Linked DNA regions of Macaca mulatta: all the other regions are linked to region 2. Evidence: chromatin contacts called from public Hi-C data. All regions are on one chromosome and are shown on one strand. The core of a region is the stretch at or near the end of the contact, and the rest is flanking DNA. Distances in the headings are between cores, read along the strand shown. Region 1 holds the start of RPS27L (ribosomal protein S27 like). Region 2 holds the start of APH1B (aph-1 homolog B, gamma-secretase subunit). Region 3 holds the start of RAB8B (RAB8B, member RAS oncogene family).

Evidence for each region. Hi-C and Micro-C count contacts between places; a contact is called where the count stands out from the background.
Region 1: a Hi-C map of cortical neurons shows a contact between it and region 2, with 3 times the contacts expected there. The contact joins the promoter of RPS27L here to the promoter of APH1B in region 2. A contact is called at or near these places in 4 of 14 Hi-C or Micro-C datasets (cortical neurons, fetal cortex germinal zone, fetal cortical plate and 1 more).
Region 3: a contact with region 2 is called in a Hi-C map of cortical neurons, with 3 times the contacts expected there. The contact joins the promoter of RAB8B here to the promoter of APH1B in region 2. A contact is called at or near these places in 4 of 14 Hi-C or Micro-C datasets (CD4 T cells, cortical neurons, fetal cortex germinal zone and 1 more).

What each region holds. Positions count from the first base shown.
Region 1 is chr7:40,488,476-40,492,762 of T2T-MMU8v2.0, reverse strand. It overlaps RPS27L (ribosomal protein S27 like), which reads left to right and starts at 1,916. Exons shown (of 4, transcript NM_001193433.1): 1 at 1,916-2,015; 2 at 2,891-2,999; 3 at 3,489-3,599. The coding sequence starts at 2,010.
Region 2 is chr7:40,610,000-40,614,765 of T2T-MMU8v2.0, reverse strand. It overlaps APH1B (aph-1 homolog B, gamma-secretase subunit), which reads right to left and starts at 3,294. Exons shown (of 6, transcript XM_001105067.5): 1 at 3,163-3,294; 2 at 1,568-1,738. The coding sequence starts at 3,275.
Region 3 is chr7:40,520,104-40,524,691 of T2T-MMU8v2.0, reverse strand. It overlaps RAB8B (RAB8B, member RAS oncogene family), which reads right to left and starts at 2,605. Exons shown (of 8, transcript NM_001257955.1): 1 at 2,396-2,605. The coding sequence starts at 2,519.

The DNA of each region.
Region 1 (4,287 bases), core at 667-3,166, 120 kb after region 2:
AGAATATTCCAGCCTGGGCAACATGGCAAAACCCCATCTCTACGAAAAATACAAAAATTAGCTAGGCGTGATGGCTTGCACCTGCAGTCCCAACTACTCAGCAGGCTGAGGTGGGAGGATTGCTTGAGCCTGGCAGGTCGAGGCTGCAGTGAGCCAAGATCATGCCACTGCACTCCAGCCTGGGCAACACAGTGAGATCTTGTTTAAAAAAAAAAAAATGTAGTGACATGGAGTGATGCTCATTTTATAGTACGTGGGAGGAAAACTCAAGTCTACAAAAGATTATGCACAAGATGATCCCAATTAGGTTAAGTCAAAACCCAAAATAAACCTATATCCAAGTGAGTAAAAAATATTAGGAAGGATATAGGTCAAAAGTTAAAAATGTTTATCTCCAGATGGTAAATTTTCTTCTATTTTTCTGCATTTCCCAAAATGTATATTATACATGTATCCTTTTTGCAAAGACAAATAAGGTGATTAAGAACATCCAGTTAGGGCCGGATGCAGTGGCTCACGCCTGTAATCCCAACACTTTGGGAGGCCAAGGCAGGCGGATCACTTGAGGTCAGGAGTTCGAGACCAGCCTGGCCAACATAGTGAAACCACCTCCTCCCCCACCCCCCCCCGTCTCTACTAAAAACACAAAATGTAGCCGGACATGGTGGCAGACGCCTGTAATCTCAACTACTTGGGAGGCTGAGGCAGGAGGACTGCGTGAACCCGGGAGGTGGAGGTTGCAGTGAGCCAAGATTGTGCCACTGCACTCCAGCCTGGGCGACAGAACAAGACTCTGCCAAAAAAAAAAAAAAAAAAAAATCCAGTTAGGCCAATTTTCTGGTCAAGTGTCTTTCTGGTTTCTTGCCTTTTGGTCGCCCATGACACCCATCTTTCAAGCATAGAGTTTCCTCCTCAAAAATAGAGCATGCTGTCACGCGCCTGTGGTCCCAGCTACTTGGGAGGCTGAGGTGGGAGGACTGTTTGAGCCTAGGAGTTGGAGACCAGCCTGGGCAATATAGCAGGACCCTGTCTCTAAGAAAAAAAAAAAAAAAAGCAAAGTGGCGTCTTCCTGTGGTCCCAGCTACTCGGGAGGCTGAGGCGGGAGAATCGCTTGAGCCCAGGAGGTCGAGGCTGCAGCGAGCTGTGATGGCATCATTGCATTCCAGCCTGGGCAACAGACCGAGACCTTGTCTCAAATAATGATAATGATAAAGACTCCTGTTCGGTCATCGGTGACATTCGCCTTTCTCAGGCCCCCGAGTTGTCCACTCTGCAAAGTACGTGTAATCCTCAGAAGACAGAAAGGGGTGGGTCTCTTAGTGACCGAGGCACAGCAGCGAATCCGTGCTGTTATAAAAACTTATTTTCAGAACAAAGCAAACCTAAGGCACAGCCGCAAACCTAAGGCACCGCCACACCCCGCAGAAAACTTCGAAATCTCCGCCTTGGAAAGGGAAGCCAAAAGGATACGAGCCTCTTTCATAATTTCTCTGGCACGTATTAATGGTTAATAATACTGTATTTTTTAATATACAAAAGAAGAGAATAGTGGCATCGCCGCGTGTGCCCACCCCCAGAGCCAAGCGAGAGCGGCCGGGCCAGGGGGCCGGGGCCGGCGCTGAGGGTCAGCCGGGTTCCGGAGTGGCGCCGGCCAGGGTGGCCACCAGCGCTCCCTCGCCATGGCCTAAGCCCGAGGCCGCTCCCCCGCCAGATTCTGGCCTCAGGCATCGCAGAGCCCGCGGCCCTCGCCGACGAACCCGTTGGACCCACGGGACTTGGCACCCTCGAACGCGCGCCATCCCCAGGTCTTCCCTGCGCCCTGGACCGGTGGACCCGCCTTGAGGGTCCCCGCCTACCACCGAGAGGAGGGCCTAGAGCGGACAGGCCCGCCCCGCTGCTCCTCCCAGCCGCCTCTATCCCGGAAGTTGATGCCGAGCGCAGATCGCGTGCAGCTTGCCAGCGGTGTACGCTGAGAAGTCTGTGAGGGCTGGGCTTGCGAGAGGATCAACATGCCTGTAAGTTGTTTACGTCGGGCTCCGGGTTTGTTTTGGGCTTCTTTACCGAGGGTCCTATGGGACGGATGAGTCCGGCTGTTTCCCGGGCCTGTAGTGTCCGAGAGTGGCGAGGCGGCTCCGGTTGCGCAGCGTCTTCGCGCGTGGCGGGCATGTAGTGACTTGCCCGGTCAGCGCGGCGCGGCTGGCCCTGCAGGGGCGTGGGCTGCAATTCAGAGGCGGTGGGTGGGAGGGGAACAGCTCTCTGGGTAGCTTATGAGCCGTCTTGGTTTTTGATGGGTGTCCCTGAGGCTGTGATCTTTGGGTCTTTTTGCTTTCCTAGTGCTTGGTGTTTCTCTCCCCCCTGCCTTCTTTCGAAAGCGATTTCCTACTTGTTTTCCTTTTAAAAAAGCTGTCGTCGTTGTTGCTTTATATATGAATTCCGTCAAGGACGGTCGCTCAGCCAGAATTCCTGTCAGATCAGCTGTTGAGCCCCAGGAGCAAAAATCACCCGGGCGCTGGCGTTATCTGGTCTACTTCAGCAGTTTCTACTCTAAGCGAGTCCACAGTCGGGGTCACTTTCTTTTGTTAGCACCTCGACTTCGCGCAGTTTTCCCTGAAGACAGTTCATTACGCAGTTGAGTAAAGGACAGAGTTTGCCTTACCATATGTTTCCTGATCGCCCGAAAGCACTTTCACAGGGACTTGGAGAACACAAGTATTACGGAAAGTATTGATGAAAGTTATTAACAGGTTTCGAAAAATAACTTTACTATCTGAAGTGTTGCTTCTGCCGAGGATGACCTTTATTCCGGTTTTTGCATGTATATATTACGTATGGTTAAATGTGCCAGCATTGTGGTTTAAAACTAATAGTAATAATATGCTTCTTTGTTCAGTTGGCTAGAGATTTACTACATCCATCCTTGGAAGAGGAAAAGAAAAAACATAAAAAGAAACGCCTGGTACAAAGTCCAAATTCTTACTTTATGGATGTAAAATGCCCAGGTAAAATTTGAAATCTTAATTCCTTTACTAAGGAAAATTTCTGTAGGGATTGCTAGTGTGATGTGTATAGGTAAGATACATTAGAACCCTCTGTTGAGTAGACGTGGGATTACAGAATTGGAAATGTCAGGGACATTTTCATAATCAAGGTACTGAAACCACTGTAGAAACATTTCGGGGTAAGTGAAAACGGGCATTCAAAGGAGATATGCCATTTGAGTTAGTCTTTAAGCTCTTCAGATGATGAGTTTTCTATTTCATGATACAAGGAAAAGTCTGTTGATATTTTGGAAATATTAAGTTTAATAAAATATATTATTGATTTTACCTGTTTTTAAAAATTTTGTGTCGCTGCTAAAAAAGTTTATGTTACACATATGGCTTGCTGTTTCATAGCACTAAAGTTCCTAATTTTTTTTACATATTACCGGAAATGAACAGGTGCTGTTTTCCTCTGCTTTTCACTTTAACATGCCTTTTTTTTTTTAGGTTGCTACAAGATCACCACGGTTTTCAGCCATGCTCAGACAGTGGTTCTTTGTGTAGGTTGTTCAACAGTGTTGTGCCAGCCTACAGGAGGAAAGGCCAGACTCACAGAAGGTACATCATTTGGCATTCTCCAACCCAGTGATGAGATTTATGAGTATAAATGTCTCCATCTTCACTGAAAAGTTTAAAGAAATCTTAATGATTACCAAAATAACTTATCTTTGGTTGTGTGCTTTCAGTAAAGAATGTCCTGTTCAAATGGATATATATATACTCTTGACCTTGCAGGGAACTCCATTGACTTATTTTTCTTAGTTTAGAACACCAGTTCTTTTATATTTATTCACTTAGTTTGCTTAACTTGGAATAAATTAAAGAAATCAGAATAGAAGCAAAAGAACAACTACATGTTATAGGACATACGGTTTTTTTGTTTTGTTTCGTTTTTTTGATTAGGAGTCTCGCTCTGTCACCCAGGCTGGAGTGCAGTGGCGCCATCTCGGCTCACTGCAACTTCCGCCTCCCGAGTTCAAGCGATTCTCCTGCCTCAGCCTCCCGAGTAGCTGGGACTACAGGTGCCCGCCACCGTGCCTGGCTAATTTTTTATATTTTTAGTAGAGACAGGGTTTCACTGTGTTAGCCAGGATGATCTTGATCTCCTGACCTCATGGTCCGCCCGCCTCGGCCTCCCAAAGTGCTGGGATTACAGGCATGAGCCACCTCCCCGGCCAGGACATACGGATTTTTAAAACCATATAGAATTTTAAAATTTCTTTTACAAAATTTTGTATTTAGTACA
Region 2 (4,766 bases), core at 2,045-4,544:
CCAAGCCCAGCGGAAGTAGATTTGATTACCTTATTAATATTCTACGGTTAAGCTTAAAGTCATAGAATGGTAGTAACTGCCACATACCAGAAACATTCAAACACAGTTAGATGTCCATCTGTTAGGGATGTTGTATTACATGGAAATTTCGATGTTACCTTTGATATTTATTTGCTCCCATGTAATATTTCCAGGTACTAATGGGAATTTCATTTTTGAAACTTTTCTATGATTTTTGCTTCTAAGCAATGGCTTCCTGGTTTTCAATTTCTAATTTAAATTCCTTCATTATGAAAAGGGAATTCAGTATCTGGTATTAAAAGCAAAGAGTAACAAATACAGAAAACCTAGCATAATGGCAAGAACAAGTTCTCAGAAGCCTGTGAAAAAGAGTTGTTGTTGAGGTTCCTCTTGGTTATATCCATGAAATTCATGGACAGCCTTAATTACTTCATTTGTAGAAATGAAAAAAGACAGCACATTTATCACTCTACTAAGTCTTACTACATAATCAAAGCCAATCTCATGACTGCCTGAAAGGAAATATGGTTCCAAGTTCCAGCTGTGTTTCAAACCAGCAGTTTCATGTGAGGTCCTCATGAGTCCTAGAGAAGACTTACTTTCTGGCCCAACAAGGGAGCCCAAGGCGTTTTTTAAAATGTAATTTTCTATTATAGATTTAAAACTACCGGAAATATCACAAAATGAACTCCGGTTTTCCCCTACTACAGTCAAAATAATGGAAGGCATGGTCTCCATAAGAATTATTTATCTTGGCCGGGCGTGGTGGCTCACGCCTGTAATCCTAACACTTTGGGAGGCCAAGTTGGGCAGATCACTTGAGGTCAGGAGTTCAAAACCAGCCTGGCCAACATGGTGAAACCCCATCTCTACTAAAATTATAAAAATTAGCAGGGCGTGATGGCACACGCCTGTAACTCCAGCTACTTGGGAGGCTGAGGCAGGGGAATCCCTTGAACCCGGGAGGTGGAGGTTGCCACGAGCCGAGATTGCGCCATTGCACTCCAGCCTGGGCAACAGGAATGAAAACTCCGTCTCCGGAAAAAAAAAAAAAAAAAAAGAAAAGAAAAGAATTATCTTAGGTGGTGGCAAAGAGGAGAACATAGAATATATACACTCGAAACTGGAATGATTTATGTAGTTGTTTTAATGCTTCCCTAGCTTGTTTGTCTCCATGACACTTATCTACCCTAACAGTGTATTTCTTGTTCATTCATTTATTGTCTGTCTCCTCCTACTATAATATAAGCTCCATGAAGCCAGAGACCCGGTCTTTTAATCACTGATGTATCCCCAGTACCTAGGATAGTGTCTGGGATTGATTCTCAAGGAATATTTTTTTGAATAAACAAAGAAAGGAAGGAAAGAAGAAATTTCCACAAGATAAAAGAACACTCAATATTTTCAGGCTGGAAATGTACCAATCTCTTGGCTTAGTACTATGTACGAGGGCACAAATACAATACTTATATTCACGTTTCAAATGACCAAATCATAACTAAAATCTAACTAGGGAAAAAAAAGGTAACGCAGGTATTTAACTTACTTTAAGAGTCTATAATATGCAAATCGGAACATTTCTTGGATATAGACAGAGACAAACGCTCCAAAGATGAGCAGATATTTCTGTGTGGGTCCATCTTTGTTGTCAGTAATGACTCTTGCCATGAACCAAACAAGGGATGAAATCAGTAGAGACACCAACCAGAAGAAAGCTCTGAAAAATAGGGGAAAAAATGTTACAAGTGAACATCAGTACAGGATTAATAATGTTTAAAAGCAGGAAAAAAAAAATCTGCTTAAGAAGGAAGAGATTTCTTGACGTTTTAATAAGGAAAAAAAAAAAAAAAAGTCCTCATAGCGATGCTCTGATCAGTTGTTCTTAACGGTGCATTTTCCTTGGTGAGACAGACATGTCCAAGAGGAATGTTGAGGTTTCCCAACAATTACTCTTTTTTCAGTGACCCTGCTATTTGCAAGTACATTTGCAGACTCTATCTGCCAAGGGCTGTCTAGCTAGAAACTTGGTTATTTGTTATTCTTTCTAACCAATGCTCTGCCCACTGAAAAGCCAAAACAAGAAAATATACAACTGATTACTGCAATTTTCATATTCTAAAAACTTACAAGAAATTATGGATTTACTGGTCCGATATCTGCAAAGATAAGTATCTTTTCCAGAAAAATATCTACATCTCTATTAAAGTGATTGGTATAAAATTCAACTTGAAAACCTGTGTTCTGGTCTGGATCAGTATCCAAGCCCTCCAGGTCTTACAGCACCCCTGGGGATTCTAATGATTATAGCAAGCTTTACAGACCTTTCCCCAAGTCTCTATTGTTTTTTAAATGACACGCAACGAACCACTTTCGTTTGTGGGAGGTGAAGAAACGCAGAAAAGTGGGAATCACTGGCCTAGTGCGGTGCCAAGAGAGACTCATCAGGGGAGGGGGATGTGGTATGTGCAAGGAAGAGCCAGGTGATGACTGGGATGGGACAACACAGTCCGGTATTTATCAAGCTCCCACAAGGAGATGTACAGTCAGGTGCTTCGGTGTTTTTACAGGTTTCCAACCTTCGGCTGCACAACGGAACCATTCAAAAGGAGCTTTAAAAAAATTTTTTCTGAAGCCCGAATCCCATCCCCTAGACATTCTGATTCAACGGATCGGGGTGGGGGTGGGCATCGGCATGTTTTAAAGCACCTGGCCACAGGTGATTCTAATTGGCAGAGGTCGCGCACTACTATCCTAGACGCCAATGGTTCTTAACCCTTTGGGGATTACAGAAGCTTTTGAGAATCTGAGGGAAATTAGGGACTCCCTCTCCAGAAAATGAAGGATGCTGACGATGCATATATGAACTTATCCATAATTTTTTTATACAACTTTAGTGGCTTCACGGATCACTAAACCCTAGCCATGGGCCCCAGGCAAAAGGCCCTGACCCCCAGTGTGCGCTTCTTCCTAAGAGGGCGAGGCGCCTTTGGGGAGCGGGATCTCCGCTCTCCCCCTCTCAACCCTCCTCCCGTCCGAAACGCAACAAGGTCGAGCCGCGCGGTGGGGGCGCCGAGGGTCGCGGGTAACCCCGGCGGGGGAGGGGAGCCCCGGCGTCCGGGTTTCCCGACGCGACCGCCTCACCCAGCGATGAGGAAGATGACACGCAATGGATCGGTGGCGATGGTGAAGACATAGAGGGCGAGCGCAGGCCCGAAGGCAATGAAGGCGCAGCCGAAGAACACGGCCGCCGTCATGGCCACCGCGGAAACCGACCCGGGGGCCCGCTGGGTACGCAAGATGCTCCCGGCGCGGGCGGGGTTCGGTGGGTGGGGCTCGGGGTGGGGGGCTGAGCCGGACGCGGGGGGCGGGGCGGGGCTCGGGGGCGGACAGGGGACGGGGGCGGACAGGGGACGGGGGCGGGGCTGAGCGGGGCTCGGGGGCGGGGCACGTGGGGGCGGGGGCGGGGCACGTGGGTCGCGGGGCGAGGCGGGGCGTGGGGTTAAACGCTAGCGCCGTGGGGACAGGGCGGAGCGTGGGCTGAGGGTGCCGGGCGCAGGGGCGGGCTCAAGGCTGTGAGTGCGGACCCCCCCCGTTGGGCCCTCCGTCCTACCGGGTGTTCAGTAGCGCCAGGGCACGCCGCAGCTCCTGCTGCCGAAGCGGGCGTCCTTGGCGACGTTAGGGCCCGAACCATCGCCGCACCCCCGCAGATACACCCCGATCGGGTTCCAGTGCCGGCCGCGAGGTGGCTAAGAGAAAGGGAGCTCCCCAGCCCACCTTCGAGCCGCATGCACCGAGAACAGGCCGAGATTCCAAGTCAACTAAAGAGACTAAAGAAAAACGTAGCGCAGGCACAAGCAGGATTCCTTTTTAAATAGTGTTTGTTTGTTTGTTTGTTTGTTTAGCACGTTTGGATAGTTGCGGGAACTTCGTACTCCATCCTGTATAAAACCTAGGCTGGGATGGCAGTGACCCCGGCGATAACCCACAGATGGTAAAATGATGAAAGAGTGGTGGAAGAAGCTGCCCTCCTCAGGGCTGTTTTGGCCAAATGGTTTTTATTTTTTTCTCAAATCTTCAAAAAAGTTGTTTTTTCAGGCATTCTGTGACCACCCTACAAGCAATAGTAACATCTCCCTGCTCCGTCTTCTCACTGTCGTTCATTTCACTTGCTTATTTTTCTTCCCCGTTAAAATGCGAACTCCTGGGGGACAGGGAGTTTGCTTTGCTCTTTGTTGCTTCCTCAGCACCTAGAAGTTCACTAATATCTGTTCAGTAAGTGAAATAATTTAAAAAGTGGAAGTTATAAACACCTGTATTAATTTCTGAAAGGTTTAAAAATTAAAACGTAAGTTCTCTGATCATTCACATCCAAGTTAGATTTTTCTTTTATGTTGAATAAGAATAATGCTTCATCGGTTGTTTTGATCAATGTGCCTGACACAGGTAAGTGCTGTGTAAGTGTTAACCACTCCTACGTAATGCCCATCATGAATAAAGATTTTGGCAATCCACATTTTAAAAAACACCAGCAGACAGATGTTGGGACCTGACCGGTGTTTTGCAGCTCACCTCTCAAAATGGTCCTTAAAATAATACAACTGCAGGTATTTAATTCTTACAGAAAAACATTACCTTTGCCCGTTTAAAAGTCATATATATTTCCATTCACTCCCACAGAATACTTCTTCAGATTCCAGTGACTGTATTTTGAATGGTCGGATCCCAGCACACCTATCAAAACTCAG
Region 3 (4,588 bases), core at 1,356-3,855, 89 kb after region 2:
AGCTCTGGGGCTAAATAAGAGGTACGGGATTTCCCCTCCTCCACGTCAACTGAAGACACAGCTCACAGCCTCTTTTTACCACATCCACCTCACAGAAAATATAAAGACCAAGATCTCACATGAGATTCACCTCCTTTTCATGTTCACTTCCTATTCTAATCTGTTTCAGAGCACTGGTTTTCATGCCTTCATAGCTGTCACCCTCCAAAGAACCTCATTTCCATCATTTTTTGAAATCCACTGATAGACTTGAACCCTTCAAAATGAAAAGTAATTTTTAAAAGGTACTATTTTAAAAGGAAGCAGACACCCTTAAAGGAAACATGGGACAAAAATTAAGGAAAAAACAGAAAATGAATAAAGCTATCACAAACAAGCAAGTTATCCAAGAAGCTTAACAAAAACAGCATCAGTGAGATTCACTTACTTTCAAGGCAGGAGATACTTCTGGGAGGCTCAAATACAGAATGGACAAAAGGACACCCACTCAACTTGTTAGAAATTATCCTTTACCATCTGTACTGCAGTATGCATTCAACAATGAAAAGTCATTATTTGAGGCTTTGAAATTAATACCAGTGTCAAAAATTAACGCCCTTTAGTTGCTGTACCAGCAGCTACCACCAAATCTTAGGAATATACTTTAGAGATGACATTTAAAATCTGCTTTTTCAGAAAAGAAAAAGTCCCACTCAAGACTGACTGCCAAGAACTTGCAATTCAAACTTCCTTAAGCCCAGACATCATAACACCCAGGAGATTTTAGACCATTCAAGCTATATGAAAGAAGCCAGAATGAGCAAACAAACCATAGCCTTTTCTAATACTTAAAGAGTGTTCTACACCAAATACTCTTTTTTAAAAAAAAGATAAATTATTTTTAAAAATACACAAATATTTAAACACACGTATTACCAAAGCACTAGCTCTCTATTATTTCCCAACCCAGAAATTCATGGGGAAATATGCTCTAAGAACCATATGAAAGATGCCTAAATAAGCCACTATTAGAGGCCAGAAACATCACCAAGACAACCAAAAGCTGAGATATTCTTAAGGTACTTAATTAACCTGCAGCTATTTAACAGGAGAAATGATGTTAAGGTGGTCACTTCTAAGACAGCTTAAAACCAGCTTTGACTTGGTCTTCAGTTTATGGTAAGTTAAGAGATTTTGTTACCTGAACACAGGGTCTTCCAGTACAAAAGTAGAAAGGACAGCTCCCAGCCAAGATCAGAAAGACTCTTGAATCAATTGGAAGTAACTTAGAGGTGTATCACATGTTGTGATTCATTTAACAATAATTAGAACCAAAGCAAAATATACAGGGAGGCAGGTAGAACATAAGATCAATTCCTTGGCTGAGAAGTTGTTAAACATTCAAACCCAAGGATTTAAAATACTGAGAAGTCTTGCTTCTCAGGAGATCATAGTAAAGAGGTGAACCATATTTTCCTGACCACATCATTTCCAAAAGTCACCAATTCCCTTAACATCCATTAACACTCACAGAACAAATTAACGCTCTACAGACATTATTCCATCATTAGTCACATTTTGCTTTCTCCTGCACTTGATCCAAAGGAAGTAAAGAGAACATGGTAATCAGTTACTGGAGCAAGTCCTGCGCCCCACTACTTTCCATTTCCTCTCTTTTCCATCTCCTCTGTCTTCTCTGCTCAACCTCCCTTTACTATGATGTTGCTTCCTCTTTTCCTTTCTGTCTCACACCCAGATCTCCTTTACTTTCTCCACCAAGTATCCTCATTCCGCCCTCTAATCCCTTGAACTCTTCTTCCACCTACAATTTTCTTCTGCCCCCTCCTACGACATCTCGGTCCAGACCTCCTGTGGCCAGCCGTCCCCTTCTTCCTCACCTCCTGACCGCTCATTCCCCTGAATTCCCTTCCAGTTGCCTGGTTCTCACCTCTCTGTCCCTTGTGTCCTCTGTCCCTTTACTTCACATCCCTCTCATTGCCCCATCCCTCATTTCCCCCTTCACATTTCCTTCCTCTCCTGTCTTTTAATCCATTTGCACGTCCACTATCCCCTTCTCTCTCTACACGAGATTTCCTGCGTCTTCCCCCAACACATTTTGTCCCTCAAAGACCCCTCCCTGTCAGTCTGCAAACCCTCTCGTTCCCCCAATACCCCTAGTCCTTGTTCCTCTGTTCCCCTTCCCCTTCCTTTGCCCCCAAGTTACCCCTTCGCCCTAGCCTCACGTTCCCGCTCGCCCCTCTCCCTCAAACGCCCTCGCCCCTCTCAGTGCCCCCGCCACCTTGCAGTCCCCGGGATCTCCTCTCCCGGGCTCCCAAGCGCCCCCCGCCCTCTCCCCGTCCCCTCGTACCCGCCCCCCAATTCTCTCCCCGGTCCCGGGCCGCGGCCCCTCCCTCACCGATGGTGGAGATGAAGGTGGTGTTGAAGGCGTCCTCTGAGAAGCGGAACAGGAGGCAGGTCTTGCCCACCCCCGAGTCGCCGATCAGCAGCAGCTTGAAGAGATAATCGTACGTCTTCGCCATCTTCTCGCTCCGGCCCTCTGACCGGGGAGCCAGAGGAGGCAGTGGAGAGAAGCGAGGAGGGGGCCGCGGGCGAGGGGGCGTGCCCGCCAATCCGCCGCTGCTCGCTCCGCCCCGCGCCCCGCCCCTCCTCTCAGAGAAGGCCTGCGCGCCCCTCCCCGTGAGGCCAATCCGCGAGGGCTTCGTCATCACCGCCCGCGCCCCGGGGCTTCATGGGACTTGTAGTTCCTCCCGGGAGCCTCGGGCGTGCCCCGCGCGGACTGTCCAGGCGGCTCCAGCGGATAAAAGACCTGCTATGGGCGGGGTGACAGGGTGGAGGCGTTTCCACCCGAGCTGGGAAGGGACGCCCCGTTTCGAACTCTGCTGGTAGGGCCACCGGAACTTAACTTTGTAATTTCTTTGTGTGCGGGCGCCTTCCAAATCCAGGACCTCAGAATCAGAGTCCCGTAGTTCCCGCATCTCTTCCGCCGAGACCTGGAGCAGAGATGCTTTCTTTCCTTGGCGCTGCTGTGGCGCAGCCTACGGGTTATCTGCAGAGTGCATTATCCAGCTTCTCCCCCAGGCCATGCCCAGAACCACTATAACCCCCCTCCGGCAGCCCCTCAGTCACAGAGCTGAGAAAGAATGGTTACCATGCTAACTCGAACCTCACTCGTGCCCCCTTCTTCAAGCCACACAGACCAGAGCCAAATACGATGAGTATTCAAAGAATCTTTTACGCTGATCGCTCCTCTCTCCTCGCAGGAGGATGGATTTTTAAATCTGGGAAACCTTGTGCTACAGGTCTGTGCCCCATAAAACTGCAAGCGTCCTGTGAGGCGGGAACCGGGCCACGGGAATTTAGAGAGTAAGATTTCAATTTAGTCTTGGGTTTGCTGCATAACCGCTGTGACAAGTCACGCAAACACTGTACTTTTCAGTTTTCTCATCTGTAAAATGGATATGAAACAAGATACTTCATAGGGTTCTAGTGAAACTTAAATACTAAATGTGGAAGTTCTTTGAAACCCATAAGGCACTGTTAGCATTGATGGTAATATTCATTAGTCTTCAGTAGGCTCTCACTTAACTGATGACGAATATAGGGGGAAACAGTATTCTGTTATACTCAAGTTAATCCTTTATTATTTATTGTCTTAGGCTAATTCTTTGTTTTGTGGGTGTATTGTTCAGTCCCCTTTCATTTGCTAGTGGCAGAAACCCAACCGGATTAGCTGTTGTGAAAAGGGAGTTGACTGGTTCAGGTAATGTGGAAGCAAAAGGCTAAGGAGGTGTGGGACCAGGAGTCTACCCTGCCAGGGCTCTCTGTCTCTCATCTGTTGTTCTCCCTTGAAAGTTTTAATTTCTAATATGTCAAATACGGACAGATAAAACCCACATAAACAAAAGCTTCTTGGAGTCTTCAATAATTTTTAAGAGGATAAAGGGGTCTTGAAACCAAAATGTTTAAGAACCTCTGGTCCAGACGTTTACCATTTATCTTAGCTATATAAACACCTTCTGGAAGGCTAGAGGTTATTAAGGGAACCAGTGGACTCCACCATTAGTGGAATAAGAAAAGAAAAGAAAAAAAACGTGGACAGTTAGTTGAACAAGCCAGTAGGCTTTTTCAGACACATACTGTGTGCCTTGTGACTTTACGAACAGTACCACTGATAATCCATTCTCGGTCGCATTGTGGCAGAAGACTTAGTTGGCCCTGGAATTGGCCTTCATTTTCTATGTGGGTAAAAGATGAAATGTATCATCATTAACTTATTGATCATACAGTAGCCAGAGGGCGGCGGCTGCTGCTGCTGCTGCTGCTGCTGCTGCTTACGGAATGTCTCATTCCTAGAGTCCACTAGATAGGAACAAAGCTCTAATGAGGTCAAAGTCACAGTGTCTGCCCCTAATGAAGAAGGATTCTGCTCTCTGGCACAGGCTGAGTCTCCTTGCCCAAGCCAGTCCTTGAGCAAGCCTCTGAACGTGACTTCAGCCATGGTCTGAACAGTGTGGATTGTTCTATACCTTCCTCCTCATTCCTGGAAAAGAAGGGGGAAAAATTCCGCAAAGACGAGTGAAATTTCTTT